3 separate regions of the Mus musculus genome follow, and regions 1 and 3 are each linked to region 2. Evidence: chromatin contacts called from public HiChIP or PLAC-seq data. All regions are on one chromosome and are shown on one strand. The core of a region is the stretch at or near the end of the contact, and the rest is flanking DNA. Distances in the headings are between cores, read along the strand shown.

Region 1 (3,078 bases), core at 336-2,835, 450 kb before region 2:
CCTCCTCCTGTTCCTCCTCAGAGGAGGAGGTGCCTGCAATTCCTCATGGAGAATGGCCTCTTCTAGTCCCTTGGTATTAACTTCTATGGCTGGAAAGCTCAGGCCTCACAAGTTGTGGGGAGGGGTGTCCTCTGGGATCCTCAACAAAATCTGGATTCAAATGCTAATCCCTTCCCCCACCAAAAAAATAAATCTTGCCCTTTTCATCATATCATCTATATTTTTCTTAACTTCTATTGCACCTGTTAAGGTCTCTGAAGACAAGACCTACAGTTACTATTTCTACTGGCTTTACAGATACTGTCTACTCAAGTAACAGTAAGTACTAGATGAGTAAATGGATGGGTGGATGGGTGGATGGATAGACAGATGGATGGATGACAAACTGAAGGACTAAAGGAAGAAAAGATGGGTTTGATGAATCACAAAGAATAATTTTCCACTCTGCCATCTATCATTCAACATCACCAATAAATGGACTGTCATAGCTATCACAATACTATTTATATGGCACCCTTCCTGAACACCACCCCGCAGATCTGATCCCTGAAAGCTGACCAGGATAAAATCCACCTTGCACTTCAAGAGGACGAAACTGGACCATTGTTTGTTGGTGATTAACCAAGCATTAGGTTGTCATGTCTGAGAGGAATGGGGACCATGGTTGCCATTGCACCAAGGTAGGCAAGAGAGAGTACAAATGACTCCAGGACTCTAACTGGATGTATATTTGGGAGACACAAGTGAAAATGAGTTCTTTCCCCATCCTGTCTTCTTTGGTAAAGTTGTATAAAACTAGATGAATGCCTATTATAGGTTTTCAGCCAGGGCAGGCTACACAGATCAGAAGAGATGTGCACCCTCCCCTAATCACCCGAAGCCTGGCTCCTCCCACACTGACCCAAACACACTAGAAAGTGACTAAGAAAAGTCACTAAGCCAACTGGCCATGGTCATTACACCTGCCACCTCAGCCTTAATCCTAGCGCACCCCATGCTTCCCCTTACCATGGCCAAACATTCCTAGACAAAGGCCCATGTTTATTTGGCCATTTCCCAATCCTTTAAGCCACAGATTGGGTGAGGCCCAGGAAACGTATGCCAAACCAATCAGGCTGCGGTTATTTTATTTTCCACTTGGCTCCTTCGTGCTTGCAGGTAAAACTGGTTCTGTTGTACAGAGGGATTTTCCACTGCCAAGCAGGAGAGAGTGATGGTCTCCCCGGCCCGTGTGTCATCCTTCACTTGTGTGTCTGTAAGGGAGTGACTTCCTGTGTGTCTGGCAACTCCCTCATGCACCAGAACTCCGATCTACCACATGTGGCACCTCAGGGAAACTTCACAGTGCCCTGTGAGGAAAGGATTGCTGTCCCATTTCACAGGGAGGACACTGGCACCCGGGAGATGGCAGTGACTCCTGAACCTCACAAGAGGACCCACCCCCACACATGGAGTCACCGTGAAGCGTGGCTCCCACTAATGCAGCAGAGAGCTTGGAAGGATGAAGAGCTCCACAGTTCAGTCTTTTCGTGGCCTCTAACCTGATCCTAGACAGAGCAGCCCCAGCAGTCTCTCCTATGTGATGGGTGCTCTCAGCTAATGGGGAGCTGGCACTCACTAGAGGAAGCAGTTCTCGTCCATACTCCCAAGGCCAACACTACACTCACTGCAATCAGGGGCAGTGTCTCGGTTCAGCAGATGCCTGGTGAATCTGTTATATAGTTTTGATACATGACACCAGCATAATGTGCTCGCCTGGGAATATTTTGGTGCCAAGAATGAGCAGGAGGGAAAGCACTGCAGAAGGATTGACCTTGGTAATCTCCCACCACAGTAACTCCCCACTCCAATCCCCCCTGGAGGAGCTTTAATGAAATCTTGCAAGAGATGAGATGCGGCAATGCTGGAGGAGATAGAGCCCTGTCTGGAATATGCAACTGTCTGCAGGAGGGTGTGGTGAACTAGAGAGCAATGGCCTTTCTCCGTGATCTAAAGGGCTGCTTGTAGCAGACAGGAAGCCACTGCACACGTCTGTCTGTGCTCTCCAATCAGGGTTAATGGATACTGGGGTTGGAGAACAGCCTATATTTGTGCCTCTAACACTTTGCTTGAAGCCTGTGTGGGACAACAAAGACTCCACCGATGGCCTGTCCCCGGTGACTATGCCTTGCTGCCCAAAATTGTTTCTCAGGATGAACAAACACTGATGTCCTGCTCCTAACCAACACGACTACAACGAGGTCTACCTGCTTCGTTGGGTTGCTCCTGAATCCATCATTCATAAGAAACCAAGATGAACACTGTCTTATTTAAAAGACATGCCAACAGGAGGCCAGCCCACTGACCACAGAGACTTGCAATGATGTAGTCTCTGTGTCAACGTGGCCCCATCTACTAGGGGACCTTTCCCATATAATGAATATCACAGCACCTCCCTGCACCCAGAGTCAGACGGTCCTGAGACACAGAAGGGGGCTTCTCAAATGCTCAGGCCCAATGCTGACATCTTGTCATAGAATCCTAAGCCTGACCTCCATGCTAAGTTTTCCCAAACATCAAGTCATGAAGAACCTTCTTAGCCCCATGGGCTGCTGGATATTCTTCCTGGAAAGCTTCCCTTGGTTGACTTGAGTGTGGATCCTAGAAAGAAACGTAGCGGTGAACACCCCAGCCTTTAGAACCAAACAGTGGCAAGGTGCCTGGGTGGTTGTGAGTCTTTGTCTTACAAATGCATTTCAGATGTCCATGAAACGCCCTCTCCCTCTACTGCCCTCTGTTCTTACCCAACAGAGGCTGAGGCTGGGTAAAGCTGAAAGTGGCTTTGCTTTGTTTTATTTATTGACACAGAGTGCCACTATGTAGCTCAGGTTGGTTTTGAACTCTCTGCTCTCAGTCTTCTTGCCTCTGCTTCCCAAGTGCTTGGATTTCAAGTGCACACCCCACCCCTGACTCTGAAGGCAATTGCTAAAATTAAAGCAAAGACCTGATTTTTATTGCAACCACCCCTCCACCTCCAGAAGATGGCCATAAGCCAGCTCCCCCACATCCTCCTATAGTGGTCTTCAACGTAGTCATCCT
Region 2 (3,030 bases), core at 523-3,022:
AGCTTCTGATAGCTACTAGAACTGAACAGAGAGACACAAAGATGTGGCAGCATCTTGGAAGCCACCCTCAGGAAGAAGACCCTGGCTCATCACCTAGACCTCTGCCCAGTGTGCATTCCCTTTGCACCTGGATCCCGGGGCGGTGTTATGGCATCCACGCCCTAACCACCGCCAGGAAAACACAGTATCTCCCTTGAAGTCAGTGATGGTTAGCTTACTGATGGCCAAGCTCAGTGATGGGACTTGGACTGCGTGGCCCCGAGTCCTTCTGGAGGCTGAAGATACAAAGTTAAAAGCAGGAAGAGCCCAAACCACAATCTTAGATGTAAGCGGGTTGGGCAACATGCGGTCCGGGCGATCCCAGAGTGATCAGAAAAGGGGAAATGTTACAAGGCAAAGGCGGGTGCAAAAGAACTCGAGCACGGAAAGGCATAGTTGGGGTGCCGAGCTTCTTTTTCCACTTCTGCAAAATGAGGGTTTTGGACGAGATGGTCTCCTAACTCTAAAATTCCCTTGACCTGTTCGATATACCAGGCCGATGTCAGAAGCTCATAAAAGGAAAAGGAAGAAAAGCGGGAAAGAGCAAAGAGGGGATCGGCAGACGCAGGACACTGGGGACAGGCTTGGCGGGTTTTCTGAGTTTCTCTCCCTCCTCCCACACCTGCGTGTTCAGAGATCGGCCAACGCCCCGCATCCTTGGGCTTCAGACAACGAAGCTCTTTCCTCCTCACACGTTTCTTTCTGGAAACCGTGGAGCAGAAGCTGCTAAGCAGTCATGCAAAGGGTCGCAGAGGGAACGGTGTCGCTAGGGTCCAGAGGGCAGGTGAGCAGACCCGGTTGACGTGGCACCAAGCTGGGGATGGCGGGGAGCCCTCGAGTCCTAGCCAGCCAGCTCTGGACCAGCCAAATTTCATCCCCCAACTTCGATCTCGGATAAATGGTGTTTGCAAAAAGAAAAAAAAAAAAAAAGAAAGAAAGAAAGAAAGAAAAGGAAAAAAGAAAAAGGAAAAGTTTTTGAGGACTTTTCCCCAAGTCTGGCTGTAGGCGGGGTCGGAGGGTGGTGCCTACAGTCTGATTCGCCGCGGCGGCAGTGCAGAGGCGCGGATTGGCGCGCGGGGCCCCGGGCCGGGAGAGCGGGCGTGGGGGAGGGGAGGCTCCGCGCCCGCGGGAGCGGCTCGCGCCGGGAGCGGGTTAATTTCAAATCGGGGGCTGGACTGCTCCTGGACGGCCACGCTCCCGCGGCCCGCCCGCCGGCCCCCCCCAGCCCCGGCCCCGGTGGCGCCCCCGGCACCCACCTCTGCGCGGCGGGGCTAAGCGAGTCTCCCTGAGACGCGCTGGCTCCCTGAGACGCGCAGCCAGGATTCGGGGCCACCCCGGACCGTCAGCTCTGAAGGAGGATTGACAGGTGAGCGGGGAGCAGACTGCTGCGGCGGGGTTGTGGGATCCCGGGAAGGCCAGGGTGAAGGCGGCCGTTTCCCGCCTCCCGCCCCGCCGGGGCCCGTGGGGAGGAGCCGAGCTCCCGCGCAGAGGGCGGGGGAGGGGCTCGCCCGCGCTCCAGCCCCGCGCACTCGGGGGCGGTGCCAGCTACGGTCCCGCTTTCCGCGCCAAATTTTTAAATCGAAGGCGGAAGGTCCGGCCCCGCCTTGGGGACCTCTAGCCAATCGCAGGCCTTCACCGGGCTTACTGATTGGCTCGGAGCCGTCGCCCTGGAAACCGTGAGATGCTGTCTGGCTGCCCCCGGGGGCGGTGCAGTTGGCGGGGAGGAGGAGCCAGTGCTTGCGCCGGGCGGGACGCGGGCTACTGCTGGGGACTGTACCTGGGACCGGGAGCGCAGCGTACGGTGCGCTTTGGCATCGCGGTGATTTCGGCACCTAGGGAATCCTTCCCTCGCCCCAGTACTTCGTGTATTGAAAGAAGCCTGAAAAAGGGGGTCAAGATCCCAAAGCCCTTTGTAAATGCCCGGTCGTGCGCTTAGAGCGCAGAGGCTGAATTGGAGGGTTGTTCTCAGGCCACTTCACAAGTCCTTCCTTCTGAGCCTGTGCACGTGTGTGTCAGGCGAGAAACTTCAGCATCTCCCCCGATGCAGGCTCGGTGCGTGCTCCATCGGAACCCGGGCTCGTGCGCTCCGTCCGCAGCCCGGATCAGTGCACAGGTGGGTGCTTGCTACAGCCATCTCGAACCTGAGAGAGGACTGTCACTGTAGATTCTGTGTTTGCTTGAAGTCTCGTGACAGAAGGGTTTGATGGAGGAATTTACTGCTGTCTGTTGGCGCGGTCTGCCTAGAGGCAATGTCTGTCCTCAAGGCAAAAATAAACCTGGTTTGTCATTTTTTGTTTGTTTCCGGGGGCTCTTGTGTACGTGAATCATTTTCATCAGCTCTTAATTCTTGCTTTACTTTTTTTCCTTTTAAGGATAGTAAAAAACTTTAATCGATTGGACTACTTAAACCACTGGAACTTGGGGAGGAACTTCAGATTTTTCGTTTTTAAAGACACACTAAATGTATGAGGAATTGACAAAATGGAGAACCAAAAGGTATTTTTAAAGTCCAGTCTATACTGTTGCAATGTCAAATGAAGTATCATCCTGAGTTTTTCGTTAATAAGTTTTCTTAAATTTTTCGTTTGATAGTCACGAATGCTGTATCCTTTTGGTTAACTTTTACAGAAATCCAGAAGGAAATTTTAATTTTTGAAGAGGAATAGGGTTGTCCAGGGTTAAAGTAACCTTTTTGTTTCAAAAGTTTAATATAAATTTAATATATATGGAAAAAGCTTTGGGGTTTTTTCTGTGCTTAAAAAATTATGTATATGTTATTTACATGAACCATTGGAATTCACAAAGGTCATAATTTGATACTGGATTTCTTTGTAAGATAACATTTTAAAATGTCAGCCCTTTAACCTACTGGGCCTCCAAATGCTGTTCCTGACAGATCTCCTGGAAGCATTTAGATGTTAGCTCAATGCTGTCCTTGGCAGTGTTCACTGAAACCCCACCCTTGGATCAGCACCTCCTGAGGGCACCATA
Region 3 (3,130 bases), core at 566-3,065, 490 kb before region 2:
GGACACGGCTGGTGACCTCAAGGTGCATATGCATTGCAACCTCAGAGGCCAGAAGGAAAAGGAAGCCCTAATCCAGTCACAGAGGAGAGGAGAGCCGGAGCGGACACTCACTGCCTTGGCCTGTGCTGCCTTCCTCTTTTAGCTCTGTCACTGTGTCTCCCCAGGTGCTGGCCATGGGAAAGGTTGGCCAGGGTGAGCCTGCCCTAAGCTGCCTACTTCTCTTGGAGCAGCAACTTAGCTCTTACCACTTGTGAACGGGGGGGGGGGTCTACACACTGTGGTGGTGGGGTTCTTCCCTTGGAAGTGTGCTAAGTCCTGCTATCCCCTCATCTGTACTTAAGTGCAGACTCCGACTTGGGAACCTAGATATTAGCATTTTCTACAGGGCAGGGTCAGGAGCAAGAGCATGCTCTGAGAAGGAAGAGGGGTGTTGGGTTAGCCTGAGGTTTCTGGAGCTCTAAAGGACACTGGGCCAATCTCTGAGAGCAACAATCTGCTAACTTGTATGCAACATTCTGGGTCTGGGTCATTACCACTTGAGGAAGAGAGAACTGGCAGTTTTCCTCCAATTTCCCAAGTGTTCTTCATCCTTAAAGACTTGAACCACTAAATGATGGCATCAGCATCAGTGTCATCACCATGGAAACCATCAAGGAGGCAAGGGGAAGGAGGGAACAAGCTCACCTGTAGGCTGCAAAGAGTGAACAAAGGGTGTCTACCCAACACTCTAACAGTACCTGCAGCAAACACTGTCCACCTTAGTGTATTTGCCATCTTAATTATTGTCAACTATTGTAGTGAGAATTCTGGTTTCTTAAAATAATAAAAAAAAACCCAGAAATATCATGGGAATATGTTTTTCTTTTAATCCCAGGTGTGGGATATGGGGCTGCTTCAGATTGTCCACAGCAGGAGACTATGATTTGCCTCGTGCTTTAGCAGGGATGTGGGTTTGCCAGCTGCAGATAGCTTCTGCGAGTGTATGATGGTTGGAATGCTGGGAATTTTCAGAGGCTATATAAATGCTAGAGCCATATAGAAGGGGATGGTGGGCTGGTTGGTGGTTGGATGCTGTTGGTTGCAGTTTGTCAAGTCATCGTCATTGAAGAGACAAAAAGAAAAAATTAGATATTGTGATGGAAATGATCAAACTTGCTCCAAGGAATTTGACACCCTAATCAGCAGGAAATAGCCTAATGATATGGTTGCCCCCTTTCCCCTCTATCCTTTTTTCTCTTCTCCCTAGTGTTAGGGGGTTGAAAGGGTGGAAGAAGAGGGGTGGAGAAAGGTAGAAGAAAGAACCTGCAAAATAGCCAAAAATCAAGTTACAAACTATCACAATTTTCATTGCCTAATTAGTTCACACACACACACACACACACACATACACACATACACATGCACACATAAAATTTATGTGAGTTATTATCATTCCCACTTCATAGAACAGGAAACTCAAGGCTTCAAAGATTAAAAAATTAGTTCCAGGCCTCAGAACTGAAGAAAGACGTTAAACCTCCTGGCTTGTAACCCAGGCAGCCCTCAGGCTAGATATTCCAGGGGGAGAGAAAAAGATTCCCAGAGACCCACAGAGCGGCCAGTAGGCCACTGGAGTGGAGGCCAGGTTGAAGGGAATAGCAGGTGTTAAGTCCCCTCTCTAAAAGGGCCCAGCTCTATGCCTCCCCTAAAGGACGACAGAAAGCCAAGTTGCTTAAAAGAGAAAAACACTGCCTGCCACTGGCTCATCCAAGGCTCCACAGGGAACAAACCCCCTGAGGTCTCATGGGGCATTTTGAGTTCTAGGCGAGAAGGAGTGACCCAGTGGCCGCTCAGCACCCGCTGGCCGAGCTCCAAGAAATGTTTTCCCTTCCAAAGTAACACTTAATTCTGCTGAACAAATCCTTTGAAAACCAAAGAGATGCCCTCTTGGTTGCCATGGCAACATCACACAGACAAAAACATTTCTACCAGCTTTGACGCACGCACACACAAACTTACTAAAGGGTCAATAGGATATGTTTGGTCCGAGGGCAGGGGCTGGGGGGTGGGGTGGAGAATATTTCTAGAGCTCTATGTCCAAGGATTTGGCTCTAAACGATTCAAAGTTAGACTGAAGTTAACAAACTTCATAAGAACAAGCTGAAGTCAGGCTTGCTCTGGACACATCAAGCCCTCATTCTATCAACACTGTCAAGTTTGTTTTTGGAAGGGTTATGGATGCTGGAAAATGAGGGTGGAGTCTTGGGGATAGTACTGAAAAACCTGCCCCTTAGACTTCTACCTGCAAAGGGCAGTGCCACACCAACCACAGCCAATCTGAAGGACCGAATATCCCAGCACAGAAGGGCTTAAAACCAAATACCATCCAGGTACATGTTAACGCTGACGTGAGAAATCAACAATTCCTTCCAGCTGTTCCTAGACCCCCCATGACTGAACTGCCATCAAAGCTGACAGCCTTGGATCTTTTCCTTCAGAAAGCTTTACTCTGAGACTGATCCCAGAAGCAGCAATCTAGGAGGTAGAAAAAGCAGGAGACTTATCCCAGGCCTGAACTGTCCTCCATGCCTATGAGTTCTGCCATACCCTGGGCTCTTCCAAGCCATGCCTTTTACCACAGAACAGCAGGACAAGAGCAGACACTTGAGGCCTCAGATATGACCTTCCTGGGGGAAGGGTGGGCTCCCGAGTCCTAGCGTCCTGTCCTCTGGTCTCTTGCCCACACACCTGACTGTCCTGTGAGGAGAGACCACTTCTTGCTGCTTGTTACTCACCTGCCGTAGCTCACCAGGAGACACTTTGTGACTGTTTGCTGACCGACAGGCCATTAGGATGCAATGTCATGTCTCTTGTGCCCCATGGCACTACCCCTGGAATTCCAGCCTATTTGCAGTGTCTGTTCTTACTAAGAAAGAGAGTGGGACTTTGGGCTCTGGTGTGGTTAGACAAGAAGCTAGCTGTGGGCAGGTCACTGGAAACAGAGGCAATGGTGCCCTGCTTTCCAGGCTCGTTCCTCCTGCGAAGCTCACTGACCAGCTGATGAATCAGCCCCCTGCTTGGAACACTTGCTTCTCTTCAGCTGCATCATAGAGGCTCCTGGTGGATATTCTTCTTCCATATTTTGGGAGAA

Evidence for each region. HiChIP or PLAC-seq counts read pairs in DNA pulled down with a chosen protein or histone mark.
Region 1: a contact with region 2 is called in an HNF4G HiChIP or PLAC-seq map of pancreatic cancer cells. The contact joins the enhancer-like site here to the promoter of E2f8 in region 2. A contact is called at or near these places in 4 of 39 promoter capture datasets (cranial neural crest, hematopoietic stem and progenitor cells, hippocampal neurons and 1 more), 2 of 484 Hi-C or Micro-C datasets (bone marrow-derived macrophages and embryonic stem cells), 2 of 115 datasets of contacts at active chromatin or transcription factors (embryonic stem cells and pancreatic cancer cells) and 1 of 9 other capture datasets (embryonic stem cells).
Region 3: an H3K27ac HiChIP or PLAC-seq map of stem cell-derived neural progenitor cells shows a contact between it and region 2, with 3 times the contacts expected there. The contact joins the enhancer-like site here to the promoter of E2f8 in region 2. A contact is called at or near these places in 3 of 39 promoter capture datasets (cranial neural crest, hippocampal neurons and liver), 2 of 484 Hi-C or Micro-C datasets (muscle stem cells and myocytes), 4 of 115 datasets of contacts at active chromatin or transcription factors (embryonic hindbrain, embryonic stem cells, hepatocytes and 1 more) and 1 of 9 other capture datasets (macrophages).

Annotation. Positions count from the first base shown.
Region 1 is chr7:49,330,813-49,333,890 of GRCm38.p6, reverse strand. The region is part of intron 1 of Nav2 (neuron navigator 2); the gene reads right to left. Among named protein-coding and RNA genes, the nearest start is that of Gm51448, 18 kb to the left of the region's middle. Within about 2 kb of position 1,585, at least 39 of the 459 cell types and tissues checked have an H3K27ac peak or open chromatin away from gene starts, as enhancers often do. A contact at or near this core is called in pancreatic cancer cells, where this site is marked.
Region 2 is chr7:48,879,783-48,882,812 of GRCm38.p6, reverse strand. It overlaps E2f8 (E2F transcription factor 8), which reads left to right and starts at 1,772. Exons shown (of 13, transcript NM_001013368.5): 1 at 1,772-2,152; 2 at 2,412-2,535. The coding sequence starts at 2,521. It overlaps Gm2788 (predicted gene 2788), which reads right to left and starts at 1,513. Exons shown (of 2, transcript NR_155436.1): 1 at 1,296-1,513. LOC115486422 (a long non-coding RNA gene) reads right to left here. Exons shown (of 3, transcript XR_882082.2): 3 at 2,189-2,292.
Region 3 is chr7:49,374,481-49,377,610 of GRCm38.p6, reverse strand. All of the region lies in intron 3 of Nav2 (neuron navigator 2), which reads right to left. Among named protein-coding and RNA genes, the nearest start is that of Gm51448, 25 kb to the right of the region's middle. Within about 2 kb of position 1,815, at least 23 of the 459 cell types and tissues checked have an H3K27ac peak or open chromatin away from gene starts, as enhancers often do. A contact at or near this core is called in muscle stem cells and stem cell-derived neural progenitor cells, where this site is marked.